Regions from separate parts of the Mus musculus genome. Here regions 2, 3, 4 and 5 are each linked to region 1. Evidence: chromatin contacts called from public HiChIP or PLAC-seq and promoter capture Hi-C data. All regions are on one chromosome and are shown on one strand. The core of a region is the stretch at or near the end of the contact, and the rest is flanking DNA. Distances in the headings are between cores, read along the strand shown.

Evidence for each region. Promoter capture Hi-C pulls out the DNA fragments that hold promoters and counts their contacts. HiChIP or PLAC-seq counts read pairs in DNA pulled down with a chosen protein or histone mark.
Region 2: a promoter capture Hi-C map of liver shows a contact between it and region 1, with 5 times the contacts expected there. The contact joins the promoter of Elfn2 here to the promoter of Kdelr3 in region 1. A contact is called at or near these places in 2 of 39 promoter capture datasets (both in liver).
Region 3: a FOXA1 HiChIP or PLAC-seq map of pancreatic cancer cells shows a contact between it and region 1. The contact joins the promoter of Card10 here to the promoter of Kdelr3 in region 1. A contact is called at or near these places in 1 of 39 promoter capture datasets (liver) and 1 of 115 datasets of contacts at active chromatin or transcription factors (pancreatic cancer cells).
Region 4: a promoter capture Hi-C map of liver shows a contact between it and region 1, with 2.7 times the contacts expected there. The contact joins the promoter of Mgat3 here to the promoter of Kdelr3 in region 1. A contact is called at or near these places in 3 of 39 promoter capture datasets (cranial neural crest and liver) and 1 of 115 datasets of contacts at active chromatin or transcription factors (pancreatic cancer cells).
Region 5: a promoter capture Hi-C map of liver shows a contact between it and region 1, with 2.3 times the contacts expected there. The contact joins the promoter of Sh3bp1 here to the promoter of Kdelr3 in region 1. A contact is called at or near these places in 2 of 39 promoter capture datasets (embryonic stem cells and liver) and 1 of 9 other capture datasets (liver).

What each region holds. Positions count from the first base shown.
Region 1 is chr15:79,515,055-79,517,803 of GRCm38.p6, reverse strand. Kdelr3 (KDEL (Lys-Asp-Glu-Leu) endoplasmic reticulum protein retention receptor 3) reads right to left here and starts at 1,396. Exons shown (of 5, transcript NM_134090.2): 1 at 1,164-1,396. The coding sequence starts at 1,254.
Region 2 is chr15:78,717,416-78,720,164 of GRCm38.p6, reverse strand. It overlaps Elfn2 (leucine rich repeat and fibronectin type III, extracellular 2), which reads left to right and starts at 1,394. Exons shown (of 2, transcript NM_001358692.1): 1 at 1,394-1,761.
Region 3 is chr15:78,801,680-78,804,428 of GRCm38.p6, reverse strand. Card10 (caspase recruitment domain family, member 10) reads left to right here and starts at 1,387. Exons shown (of 21, transcript NM_130859.2): 1 at 1,387-1,574; 2 at 1,797-2,048; 3 at 2,659-2,749. The coding sequence starts at 1,445.
Region 4 is chr15:80,172,290-80,175,038 of GRCm38.p6, reverse strand. It overlaps Mgat3 (mannoside acetylglucosaminyltransferase 3), which reads right to left and starts at 1,318. Exons shown (of 2, transcript NM_010795.4): 1 at 1,201-1,318.
Region 5 is chr15:78,898,397-78,901,145 of GRCm38.p6, reverse strand. Sh3bp1 (SH3-domain binding protein 1) reads right to left here and starts at 1,378. Exons shown (of 18, transcript NM_001316684.1): 1 at 1,185-1,378. The coding sequence starts at 1,243.

The sequences.
Region 1 (2,749 bases), core at 147-2,646:
TAGGTCAGCTCCCTAAGGCAGGGCATTGGGGTATCAGGGCACAGTGTCCCTCACAGGATGAGGGAGGAGGTAACAAGCACTCCCCCAATCCTACCCCGGACCTCTAAAGCAAAGTCACAGGCCCAGCAAGCAGAAGGGCCGTGAGAGACGATCTCTCAGGCAACTGACTACTACAAACCCCCGGTAACGTCTAATTCAGTCCAGAGCCACTGGATCCAAAATGTGTCTGATCCATACTCAACCAAGTCCCTCTCCTGATCAGCCTCCCAGGTGACATCTCAAAATGCTCTCAACCTCCATTTCCGGAGTCTCAAGAGACCTGCTGAGCCTCTGCCTCTGCTCCTACTTCTTCGATGGTTTCCTTCATCCTGGATCCCGAATGTGACCGGAAAAAGCCTTTCACCATTAGTCCATCCTACCTTCTGGATTCCTCTTCCTCCTGTGTCCTTCCCAGGACATGCCCTATGCCCTGTGGCTTCTACGTATTTGCACGGGTGTTCTCAACACCGTACCCTGTACCTTGAGCACATACCCTGCCCATCCTCTCTGTCCACGTAGCCCTCAGCTGCTCTCTGCCTCCCCAGCTCTGGTAGAGTCTGAGCTCACACTCAATTGCATGCCTGGGACAGGCAGGGAACGCTAGGAACGGAGATGGCTGAAAGACAATGGGCAGCTTCTTATTAACCCGGGGACTGAAATCATCAACCCAGCCTCCAGATATTTCCCATCCCAGCAAGGCCGCTAGACCTGTAGACAAATCGCGAGCCCCTCCAACGCCTTCCACTCAGAGCCAGCTCCACATCCCTGGGCCAGGCTGATATCACCAGCTGGCAGGAAAAGGCTCTCTCTGGGGAAATAAAAGGCAGGAGAGAATGAAGACTCGACGACTAAGGCGACTTCAAATATGGTCTCCTCCCAGGGGAAGGTCCCCCTCCACTCCTCGCCCAGCAGCCGTGATACTGCCAGCTGCCCAGTTAAGGATAGGGCGAGAAGCGTGAGGTAGGGCTCTTCATGGAGACAGAAGCCACGCTCCCTCATAATCTCCCGGATCCTCTGATGTCGAAAAACTTCGCTGAAGTTTTTGGAAGCGCGCGCGCCCGGCTTCCCTCTGAGCCTAAGTCCTCACCATGGTCCGGTCCCGCCCCGCCCCGGGCGCCGCTCACCGGCGCAGCTCTTGGACCTCCAGATCTTCACCAGGAGCAAGATCATAGCCAGGAGGTGGCTCAGGTCCCCGAGGATTCGGAACACGTTCATGGTCCCGCCCGCCGCTCCCGCGCCGTGTCGCGCAGAACTTCCCAGGGAACTTTCTGTTGCGCGGGGCGCTGCCACGTCCCCGTCCCTGCTCCTCGCGGTGCCCCAGGCCGGTGCCGCGCCTCCTTGCTGGCGCGCTCCCGCCGCGCGCACCCTTGGCCGCGCGGTGACGTGGCGGGGCGGCCAGGCGCGGGACAGGAGCCAGGAAGCAGCGCTTCTCACGTCCCCACGCCGACAGGCGGGGCAGCTTACACAGCCGCTGCTGGCCCAAGCCGAGCCCCTCCCTCTCTGGTCCTGCGTAGGCACCAAGTGTTCCTCTCATCCCCAGAAACCACAGTCAGGGCCTGGCACTCACTTCAAGTCCTGACTTTCATAGCTCTGTTGGGCCCTGGGTGGTGGAAGCAGGCTTTCAGCCGCGGAAGACCTCCCAGGTTGGAACTCCCGGGAAGTGGTGCTGAAAGGAGCCATCACCTGTTAAACTCTGAGATAACCTGAGCTAGCTCTGAGATAACCTTGTTGATGGTTTCCGGTGGGGAGAGAGGCTGACTCTGAGTCCCCTTTCTGGGCTTCAGTATTGACTACAAGGGAGATGCTAATGGTGTAAAAGAGGCTGAGTGTGTTGGGGATGCCCACCGCCTTCATTTCTGCCCCCCTCTTCTTCATGTGGGAAGACACTGGAAAGAACTTCACTGACCAGGAAAAACTCCAAGCACGGCATAGAGGCAGGCAGGATAGAGTAGGAAGAATCTTAGGTGGGCTGGAGGCCTCCATTGCTATGTGAAGCATCCTCTCTGGGCACAGGTCTATTAATCTATAGCTATGGAACCGATAAACCAAGGGCCTTTCTGCCTTCTCCTTGATCCCAGCCCCCCTCCCTCCTGTAGCTGGTTTCTTCCTAAAGAAATGGCTTCGTCTGGCTCCCTCTGTGTGCAGGAGAGGCTTCGGCAGGATGAAGATCTGTTGCTTACGGTGTTCGCCAACTCTTTCCTGGCCTCCATTGCTTTACCATTACTCCCCGCACAAAGCAGTTCTGGGAGGCTTTGCATGTGACCAGTAGCACTGCCTGGGGGGTGCAGCATGGGGGACCCTGGGCAGCTTGCTGTGAATCTACACACACACACACACACACACACACACACACACACACACCTTTCCTGGGGAGATGAAACACACTTGTCTGCTCACCCCAGATAGGGAGCCCACGACAGCCTAAAGTACAGATAGTACCAATATCCAGCTTCATGAATTAATGAGTTTTGCTGGAGTTACTTAGAGGAATATGGGTGAAGGGTTGCTTACAGGAGCAGGAATGACTCAGAGACAGCTGCATCACCAAAGCCCACCCAGCATGGGTGACAGCTCACCAAGCTGGGAACCTGGAGCTCTTCCCACTGCCTGCAGGCAGCTCAGCAGGTTGGAGAATATCCTTCCCAGGTGCCTCAGTTGGTCTAAATCTCTCGAAGGCTGCTCTTCTTGTTCTGAGTCTTCTTACTCCCTG
Region 2 (2,749 bases), core at 145-2,644, 800 kb after region 1:
TCGGTGCCTAGCCTCGGTTAGGGAACCCTGAGTTCTTATGGTCCCTCTTCGGGGAAGGGGATTAGGTTAGTAGACAGAGGCAGCATAAGGTTTCATTGGGTCTGCAAAGAAGATCTGAAGGATGGGTAGGAAGAAATGCGCCTGCCACTCAAAAAGGTACAGGTCGGGAGGCTTAGAGGTGAGACACCCCACAGTCTCTCTAAATTGTGACATAACAGGTGGCCTGGGTCTCAGCGCTTATCTACCCTTCTGGTCCTATCCTGGGCTACTTTCCTGTCCTCGGATGACAAGAGCGAGGCGATTTTGTACAGCATTTCTTTCTGCTCTAGTGCTACCCAACTCCACGGGTCCCTCTGTACTAAGTACACCAGGATGCTTTCCGCCTCTGTGACTTTGCACATGTCGTTCCCGCAGTCTGGGATACCCTTCTCCACTTCCTTCAGCTGAGCAACTCCTACCCATCAGCTCCCATTCATCTGTCCAGACTCAGCCCAGGCCTGTTAGGAGTTCCAGCAGCCGGGCTGAGTCGCTGTGCACCACCTGAGGACAGGCTCTGGTGAATGCGGCCCGGAAAAGTGATTGCGAAGCACAAAGTCTGGCGGCGGCAGAGCTCAACTGTCTGGGTTGGCGGGTCACAACGGCTGGAGGAGACTCCTGACATCAGCCCAGACTCCCACCAGCTGCTTGTGTGCCCAGCTTCGGGTGCAGAGCCTCAACTACCGCTGCCTTGCAGGGAGACTCCCTTGCAGGTGGTGGTGGTGGTGGTGATGGTGGTGGTGTCTGTGTTTGAAGCGGAGCTTAAGCTGTGGCCAGGAAGGCCTTAGGAAGTTTCTCTTTGTGGCCACAGAGCCCAATATGCTCCCGGGGATGGGGTAAGGCAGCGAGGGGTAGCCAAATGCCTTGGTTTGGAGGCAGGGAGAATTGGGAGACTCCACGGACTCGGACTCGCTGTATAAACTTTGGGCAAGCACTCTGCTCACCCGCCTCAGCTGTCCCGCCTGCAAAATGGGAACGCAGCAGCTCCACCGCAGTGCTCTCCAGTGGTTACACGCGGAACACCGGGTCAGGGCGCAGGCGGAAAGGGGTGCTCGGGCATGGGAAGGGGGGAAGCGGGGTTGGGGATGAGATTGTCCTCGAGCAGGGCGCTGCACCCGGGGCAACTTTGCCTCCAGCTGTTGAATGAGCTGGAGGAGGCGGTGGTGGGGTGAACTGAGACATAGCCCGGAGAGAGGTGGCCGAGGTGGGGCGGGGCCGGGGGGCGCGCTCGGCGGGTGCCCGGGGCTTGGCGGTCCGCGGTGCAGCCACCTCACAGGGCGCTGCAGCTGCAGTAGCGCCAGAGCCCAGCGCGGCCCCCGCCCCGTGGCGTGTGTCTGGGAGCGCGCTTGTGGCCGTGGAAGCAGACGGCGGAGGGGCGGGAGGGTCTGCAGCGGAGAGAGGCCTGTGAAGGGATCTGGCTACAGAGCCGGACGGACCGACAGACGCAGTGATCGCCAGCCCCTGAGGTCCTCCGCCCAGCACCCGGGCCCTCTGCGGGCAGCAGCCCTACGCGGCGGGAGGCGGGGGTGGCAGTGTCTGCGCGCACACGCACGCTCACAGACACACACGCCCGGGCCACGCCACAGACACACGACACGCACAGAGCCACGGCCGGCCGCCGCGCACACTCGCACCCGCGCTCACGCTCGCTCTCCGGCGCAGGCCCCGCAGCAGCCGCTGCCGGGAGGTGGTGGCATCCCGCTCGGATCCCAGTCAGGACTGGAGGTGAGTGGATTCCTCCGGATCCGAGTGCTGCAGGCGGCTGGCGGGGACCCCGGGAATCCAGGCTGAGCTGAGGGCTCCCTGGCCGCCAGCGGGGGTGGGGCTTGGAAAGGGACCTGGGAGGGGAGGATGAGGCAGGGAGAGCCACTCTTCTTGGTTCTTCTTGGTCTGGGGATCCCCCATAAGACCCCCAAGGGACCACCCTGCGCAAGGTGGTGGGGGAGAGGCTGGGCGGAGGCGTGGTGGGAGGGCAGGGAGGACGAGCGTCGAGGTGAACATTTTCGCGGTGGTGATGCAGAAGCTTGAGCAGGGTTTTGCTAGCCAGTACCACGCCGCACCTCTCTGGCCCCCATTTTGGCGAACCAGAGCTCCGGCCCGCTTTTCACTGAGTCGTGGCGGGTCAAGGAATTCATCTCACTGGTAAGGGGGGCTTCACAGGGTGGCTAGATCTCTAGCCCAGGGGGAAGGGACCGGCTTTCGACTTGCCCCCTATCTCTCAGGGGCACTGTGAATGTAGTAGGGGGACCAGAGTTAGGGTATGCTGGGACCCTTGCAAGGACTTGGATTTTTTTCCCCTCGGCAGGGCTGGTGTGGGACAGAAGCACCAGCATAAACGGACAGACTGCAGCTCTGACTGAGCCCCACCATTGCCTAGTGGTGTGTGTGTGTGTGTGTGTGTGTGTGTGTACTGCTACTGGCTAGGAGGGGGTAGAGGGTGGGTGTGTTGGCTGGTGGGGTGGTATATGCATGTGGAAAGGATGTGTATTGACTCAGGATAGACCCCCATTGCCACACAGACACACACACAATCTGTGGCTCAGCAGGGCTTCCTTGGAATATTTGGAGGGGAGAGAGCTTGTATGTGTCTGTGTGTCTGTATGTGCCTGTGTGCGTCTCTCTCTCTCTCTCTCTCTCTCTCTCTCTCTCTCCCTCTCTCTCTCTCTCTCTCTCTCTCTGAATCTGCGTACTTGGGGAGATTGTGTGGAGGAGG
Region 3 (2,749 bases), core at 138-2,637, 710 kb after region 1:
TCTGGGCCCCTGCTTCCTCCTTTGTAAAGGGATAGGTTTGCATTAGAATTCAGTCCTTTCTACAGAGCTGCTTCTGCAGGTGAACTGGTGATACTCCAAACAAAACCAAGTCAGCAAAAGTCTGTGGTTCTTCAAGGCTGGGAAAGGAACTAGGTTATGTAGGTAAACTAGTTTCTTTACTGCAGGGGCTGTTCAGGGGTTGTGGTCAACCTTGTTTCCTTGGGTGAGTGATGCATCTAATTCGGAAAGTATGGGTGGCTTTGGGGACCTACACATCTTTCCAGATCCTCTGTGTCCTCTTAACCCTGTTCTCGCCACCCCGAGGGCACTTTCCAGTGCCCAGAGAGCTTCTAGCATGTGACTACAGGACCTTATTGTGGGAGTATTAGTCTCCAAGGCAGAAGGGAGTTTTGACGCTGCCTTTTCAAATGTAATTGATTTTAACCACACTCCCTCCCACCCCGCAGGAACGGCCATTTAGAAATGCAAGCATCCTGGTCCCCGTGTGCCATCAACTTGACTCAGGAATGAAAGTGCAGTCAGTCTGGACACTTGCAGGGACTGACTCCCTTCTTTGGAAAGGTGCCCATGACCCCTCCCCTCTGCTGCCCACACAGGCTGTCCTGGGCTTGGTGAAAGATGTGAGCTCTTGGCAGCGTGTTCGGGAACACTGAGACTGTGGAGGGGCAATTGTCCAGGTCACCGGCAGATAAGAGGCCTAGCTGGGAACAGGATGCAAATGAATGCAAAGCTGAGACACACACAGAGAGAGACTCACAGCTGACCGGGGCTTTCAAGTGCCTAGGCACAGGGTGTTTGTGGGAGGGAGAGGCACGTGAGTAGTCTGTCTCCGGTCGAAGTCCTGCTCAACACTTGTAAGGCCATTATCCCAGAACATGGACACGTGTGAAAGTTCTGCTAGCTTCTGAGGCCCTGTCCCACACTTTGCAGATATTTCCTGAAAGACAGATATGTATTATGTGACTTTCAGCAGAGTGAATATACCTACCATGCGAGTTTAAGTGGGAATGATGGGGCTCTGTATATGAGGTCCGAGCCCAGAGCTCGCTAAGTTGGTGTGACCTGTTGACTTCAGGGCGTGTGTGGCTAGTGGAGCGGACACTTGTCGCGTTCAGGGTTCCGGGTGGCCAGCTGCACCGGGAGTCGGGCTTGTAGAGGGTGCAGGCTGGTGTTGTGCTCATGGTGGGGGACAAGGTGAGCAGCAGCGGCGGCAGTGGCCCTGGCGGTGGCGCGCGGGGTGTGGGCGCGCGCGTGGCGGCTCCGCCCCGTCGGGGGCCGGGCAGGTGTGGGAGGGCCGTGCGGACCCCGCCAGGACTGGCCCGGAGAGCCGGCGGGAAACAGGAAGCGGGGGTGGGGGGTGGGGAGGCGCGGCTGGCCCGCAGAGCGGCCGGGAGGACGACCGGAGCGCAGCGGGTCGCGGGCAATGTTGGGTGGCCCGGGAGGCCGCCGGGCTGGGGGCGGAGCCAATGACCCCGAAGGCACCGCCCCGTCGCGCCTCCGGAGCCGTCGGCCGAGCACAGAGCCGGGAGCTCAGGGCAGCTGCAGCGCCCGTGGTGAGTGCGGGGAGGACACGGGCGGGACAGCAGCGTGGGGACGTGAAAGGACGCCGACGGGACGCCCGGGAGGACGCGGGCGTGACCTCTCGGGGACCCGGGAGGGTGCAGGCAGAGCAGCTTGGGATCCCGGGAAGACGGAGCCCGACAGCGCCGGGACCCGCGGGCGACGCCCAGGTGCGGTGACCGCGGCTCCGTGCCCACCGTGCTTGTCGCCCGCAGGCTCGGAGGACGCGGCCATGCAGGGCCGGGCGGACGCGGGCGAGGCTGACGAGGAGGCTGGGGCGGGTTCGGGGTCGGAGGCCGAAGAGGACGCGCTGTGGGAGCGGATCGAGGGCGTCCGGCACCGACTGACGCGCGCCCTGAATCCGGCCAAGCTCACGCCGTATCTGCGCCAGTGCCGCGTCCTGGACGAACAGGACGAGGAGGAGGTGCTCAGCACCTACCGTTTCCCGTGCCGCGCTAACCGTACCGGTGAGCCCGCCGCCAGGGGTTTCCTCTCCCTTCCTAGGCCCGCTCCAGAGCAGACAGCTGGATGTGGTTGCCGGTGCCGATGGCGACCCCTGTGGGATCTTTACTGTGCTCTTTGACCTCTCTGGTTCTCTCTGTCCCATTTGTGTATCCCTTAAAGAATCAGTTTTTCTCAAGAGCTCAAATCCGGGCTCAGTTCTCCGAGGCTCCTCTCCCACTGGGCGTCTTTGTACCAGGACTGTCAGAGGGACTAAAAGTATCAGGGAACTTAAGTCAATGAGAGCATTTTGCCTGGGAAACGCAGGCATCCGATGCCCCCGGGCATGCGTAACGTGTGTGTGTGTGTGTGTGTGTGTGTGTGTGTGTGTGTGTGTGTGTGTGTGTGTGTGTAGGGGTTGCTGGGGACCTGCTCCAGTGCAGGTGCTCTGGGGAGGGTCTGGTGTTCCTAGCCAGGGCAGACTGAGCTTTGCTCCCTGATGTGTTGGGACAGGCCCCGGTGTGTGTCACAGCCCAAAAATCTGGGGAACGTAGGCCCTGGAGCATTGTCGGGGTGGAGAGCAGGGGCACTGGGGGAAGACCTCATCCTGACCCCTGTCACAACCTTTACCCTCAGGGCGCCTCATAGACATTTTACGCTGCCGGGGCAAGAGGGGCTTCGAGGCCTTCCTGGAAGCCCTGGAATTCTACTACCCAGAACACTTCAC
Region 4 (2,749 bases), core at 69-2,568, 660 kb before region 1:
CTTCAGCTCATTTCTCCTCGTGGTTCAGTGTCCCACCATGCTACACACCATCTCTCAACACACCAGAGAGCACATCTCTCGGTCCTTTCTCTTACTATTTCTTCAGCCCTGGGAACTTTTCCGTCTTCCAGTAGGTTCTTCCTCCCTAGAGCAAAGAGCCCCTCTTTCTAACTTTCCCAGAAACCCTGCCTATCTCCTTAGCGTTGGGCAGCACTAATAATCCTGGAGTTGCCAGCTCCCAGAAGGAGAGAGCCTTGTCTTGCTCTCCCTGTCATCCTCACGGTTGGCTCATTGCCTGGACCTTTAATAACTGTGTCCCTCCAGGTCAATCCCCCATGAAGGCATTTCTGCACCCGTGTCCCAGAGATGATGGAGGACCACAGAAAAATCCCAGTAGGGAAAATGTTCCTGCCTACATCCCCCTTCTGAGTTCCGCAGGCGAGGGAACATCATCAGACCTCAGGCCATCGGAGATGACTGGGGCGCAGCAGTCAGAGATGCTGCGCCCCAGCTCAGGCACCCCCGCCACTAGCACAACCAAGCAAGCTCCCCTCCCCACCCCAGCCCGGTTCTAGAACTATTTGTAGATATTTATAGCGCCCTCCCCCAGCCAGGAGCCCTCCTCCGCCCTGGGCAGTGCAGTGCAAAGAGAGGGAGACCCCTCCCCAGTAGAAGGTGGGGGCCTCTCATGCTAAGCTTTTCCCTGCTCCCCACTAAGGCAGCTGTAGTTACAGCTCCAGCCACAGCCCCCACACTCGCCCAGCACCCCAACCGCGCCTGGGCCTCGGCCAGCAGCCGCAGCAGCCCGGGATCGGGGGTGGGGAAGGCAAGAGCTGAGGCCTCGCGCCCCCAGCCCCGAGCTGCGCCGGAGGTGGAAGGGAGCGCAGCGCACAAAGCATGGCTGGAGCTCCGCGCCTCGGGACGCCCCCACCCCACCCCGGTCCAGCCAAGGGAGGGGGTCGCCGCGCCAGGCTCTGCCCCGCGGCCACGGAGAGCTGCGGAGAGCAGGCGGGTGGGGGCAGGGGGCGCCGGTTAAGCAGTCCCCCACATCTCGCCCCTACTCGGCCCCATGCCCCCGCCCCCGGGGCTGCGGGACCACCACGGGGGGAGACGGGAGTGGGGAGGACGCGGAGGCGAGGCCTGGGGTGCGGGGAAGATGCAGGGCTGCGGCGCGGGTCCCCGGCTCCAGGGTCAACTCACCCATCGTCCGCTGGGTCTCAGCAGCGGCGGTAGAAGCAGCGGCGGCGGCGGCTCCGGGGCCCCCGGGGTCCCCGGCGGGGAGATGCTGGCGTCCGCCGCAGCCTCTCCTCGCCCCATCCCGGGCTCCGGCGGCGGCGGCTGCGGCGGGCGCCCGGCATCGCAGGCAGCGCGGCCCGGGCCCGGCCCGATCCCCGCCCCCCACCCCACCTCCACCCCGTCCCGCGGGCCCGGCGCGGCCGCTTGACTGCACCCCGGGGCGGTAGCGGGGGCGCGGCGGCGAGGCCGAGCGCTGCGCTGGAGGTGCCCGCTCCCGCCGGCCCCCGCCCCGCCCCCGCGCGGCCGCGTCCCCTCCCCCGCCAGCCGGGCTTTGCGCGCTCCGGGCCAGGGGCGCCTGGACCGCGAGCTCCCGCCACCGCCCCGCGCCTCTTTCGTGTGTATGTGTGTGTTTCTGTGTGTGTGTGTGTGCGCAGCAATCGGACGCGCGAGTGTGCGCGTGCCCTGCCTGTGACCGTGCGTGCGCCGGCCCACTGCCCGGGCGTCCTGTGCGGGTGTGTGTGCTGTGTGAGGCGGAGCTGGCCAAAGTGCTTGTCGGGCTCTGCGTGTGAGTGGATCTGTGTGTCTGTGTTCTGCAGCGTGTGATAGATTGGCCCTTATGTGCATGGGGTGTGTAGATAGATCCGTACTGTGGCGTGATTGTGGGCATACTGTGGCTGGGGGCACAGGCCTCCTGTGTGGTGGTGTGACAAAGTCCTGACCGGTGTGTACATCACTGTAGCCCTATGCAGAGGCCTGGTACAGGAAAGCGTCTAAAACACTGGGTACTGGGTCGACACAGTGTCCGTGCTAGTTTGTGTCTTGCTCGGATGTGTTGGCCTCTGTACATCCTTCTGCCTCCACCCTCTTCATCAATGCACAAAGCCACCCATGAGGCGCAGAGGGTGACAGAATGTGCTGGATCTGGGATTCAACCCCAGACTTGGAGGTTTCTCCATTCTTCTTCCCCACCCCCCACCCCCAGGATGCTGCTTATAATGGGCATCTCTAGCACTCAGGTCACCTATGATAGATTTATTTATTTTGTTTTTTCAAGACAGGGATTCTCTTGTGTAGCCCTGGCTGTCCTGGAACTCAACTCTGTAGACCAGGCTGGCCTTGAACTCACAGAGATCTGCCTGCCTCTGCCTCCTGAGTGCTGGGATTAAAGGCGTGCACCACCAACACCCGGCTCTAAATGATCTAAATATCCCCAGAGCCCTGCTGGATTGCAGTCAGAAGCACCTGACATGGGTGCTGGGACTTGATCTCAGATTCTCTGGAAGGGTGCTCTTAACCACTGAGCCATTTCTCCAGCCCTGACACTTTTTCTTGATTTGAGGCATTCTGTTGTGACCTAAAAACCAGTACACCACCTCTATAACTTGTCTCCCTCTCAAGGTTATCAATTTGTCTGAATGTATTTACTTATTGTGGCGCTGGGAATGAAACCCAGACCCTCCCATATGCCAGCCAGTTACCATAGGTTATATTCCACACACAACTTGCATGGCCT
Region 5 (2,749 bases), core at 129-2,628, 620 kb after region 1:
CTGTGGGGGAAGGGGGCTTTGGATGAGTCAGTCTGGGTTAGGGAACCCACTGCCTCCCTCTAACCCCTGCACATGGAACCTGAACCCAAGATGCTTCCAGGACCCACCAAGCCTGGGTGGCCCGTCCACATCGTAGCTGGAGCACATTCCATGGTAGTTAAGAGGATGCATGCCTGCTTCCTCCTCCACCCAGGGCTGTGTCCTGGGAGAGGGTGGACCCATGACACCGAAAAAAGCAGGAGGGAGCTACCCAGGGCCCAACTTCGGGACAGAGGAAAAGTTTCTCATCTCCCCATCCCCCTAAATAGTTTGCCTGGCCCGGAAAGAGGAGGCCTAAGCTGGCCCCCAGAACGGGAAGTGTGGAAGCTGGTCTCCGGGGTGGCCAGGCCCACAGGCATACGACATTGGACTGCAGCTGTGGGCAGGTCTGGGGACTCTGCCCAAGGATACATAGGGACATGGGTTCAGGGCAGAGTGGCTTGGCTTCGTAGGTACATATAAGTGTTTGTGTCACTGCAAGGTCTGGATCAAGTTTCTGGATACACGGTCACCTCTCTGGGCCCAAAGAATGGGGAACTCCCAGGCTGGGGAAGAGGGACAGAAAGAAAGGCTCCGAGAAACTCCCCAAACTTCCGCTCCCATAGTTTTGGGGCTGGGAACCGAGGAGACCAAGGGGTGTCTCTACCTGAGCCTACGAAAAGCAGAAGCAGGACCAAATGGCAGGAGGCCCCTGGGTTGGGGGAGGGGACGGACACCCAGAGCAGAGCAGGCCCCTCCTCCCCAGGCCAGAACACTGCCAGTCCCTTCCCCCAGGGTCTGGGGCCCCCGATCGGCTCCGTTCCTCCCCTTCCCTCCAGTTAGAGGTGGCTAACTGTTCCCATTGTCCGGAGGGGACAAATGAGGTTCCAGGCAGCGTCTTGGCTCAGGACGCATTCTGCTCTCTGCAGCAGCCTCTCCAACCGGGAATGGAGGTGCCTTCCCCCGCTCCCCCTCCACCGCCCGCAAAAGCCAGCTATGCTTGTGCGACCACAGTGACTTCAGACCCCAGGAAACGAGGTCAGGGCTCTGGCATGCCAGAGGGCCGCTGCCTAGATATCTTCGACCTCTGTGACCAGTTCCCCACTCTCCTGCGCTCGCTCAGGTCCTGCGAAACGATAGCACGGCTAGAAGCGGGTGACACTCACCGTCCCGAGCTGCCCGTGTGGGCCAGCTGCCGCATGCGGTGCAACTGCCTCTTCATCATCTTGGGTCCGGGCAGGGGGCCGAGGAGTCACCTTGGGGGTTGAGGCTGGCAGCCCCCGGCCCAGCCTGCTTCCCCGCGCGCTTCGCCCCGGATGGGTGGGCGGCGCTCTGGCTTCCTGGGCCGGCGCGCTCCTCTGGCTGGTGCTGGCGCTGGCGCGGGCGCTCTCCTCCCCCGCTCACGACTCCGCCCCCGGCCCCCAGGTCACTCCTTTCTCCAAGTTTGGAGTCTCTCTCTCTCTCAAGTTTGGAGTCTCTCTCTCTCTCTCTCTCTCTCTCTCTCTCTCTCTCTCTCTCTCTCTCTCTCTCTCTCTCTGCTTCCGGGCCTCAACGACCCCCGGGTTGTCCGACCCGCCTGCCGAGTGTCCGTCGGTCTGTCTCTCTGAGGTCCGCAGTTGAGTGCGGGCTCTTCCTTCCCGCAGCCTGTCCTGTCACCGCGGCGGGTGGCGGGAAGCAGGTAAGCTGCTCCTGCCATCACCGCCCTGGGTATAAACAACCTTTGCTCTCTTAGAGGGAAAGGAAGGCTGCCTAGAAGGGACAGGCCTTCAGGACCTGTGCAGGCCAGTCACTAGGGGATGCTGCCTGGGGACTTCTTCTCCACCATACTATTCCCTGACCATCCCCCTTGCCTGCTGGACCACTGGCTCAGAACTTGGGGTACCTGGGACTACCAGATACTAATGTCCTTGGATCAGTCCCCAAAATTCTGCATTCATTGTGTATAGTAGCTTGGTAGGACAACTGTCCTTGTCCAGTCTATGCCACAGGGTAAACAAGATACCCTGGTCTGCTTGGTCTGCTCGTCAGCCCTTGAGGTCCTGTCACTCTACACTTTAAAGAGTCCCAAGCTTTGACCGCTTCCCCTATTTGTAAAACTCTTTCTCATTTCTTTTAGCAAATGTCCCAGGCGCCTGCCCTTCCTTCTTGTCAGGCCTTGATATGTATGGGTGCTGCTCTGAACCCCCAAACCCGATTTTCTCTTTGAAATGTTCCGCTGAACACCAGCCTGAGCATACAATAGGTGTTCATAGCTACAGAGCAAGAGAGCCGGTGGGCAACTGCAAGCTGACTTCAGTATGCACCCTTCAGGCTTGGGAGGGGGAAGGGTGACTACAGGAAGCCCTGTGCACCACACCAAGCTTTGCTCTCTTAGTTTCAGTTCAGAGCCATACCACTTGAGCACCTACTGTGTGGGGGTAGAGAGTTGGTGTGCTCCTCAAAGACTTCCCTTTGCTCCAGACATCTCTGTGTACCCAGCACAGGTCTGGCACATGGTGTTCACTCAGCCGCTTTCCCCATTTAAGAAGTCCTATCGAGTGTGGGAGGAGCCCAGAGGGGTCCCAGCAGCTGCTGCAGCCAGAACATACTGGCCAGGAACAGCCACAGCCTCTCATCAGTGGAATCCTGGCTCTCTGATGGGGAGTTGAGAAGGCAGAGCAGCTTCCTTGTCTTTCTTTTTCCGATGGGAAGGAAGGCTGCTGCCCAGTGTTTGGAGAAGAGATGGCAAAAG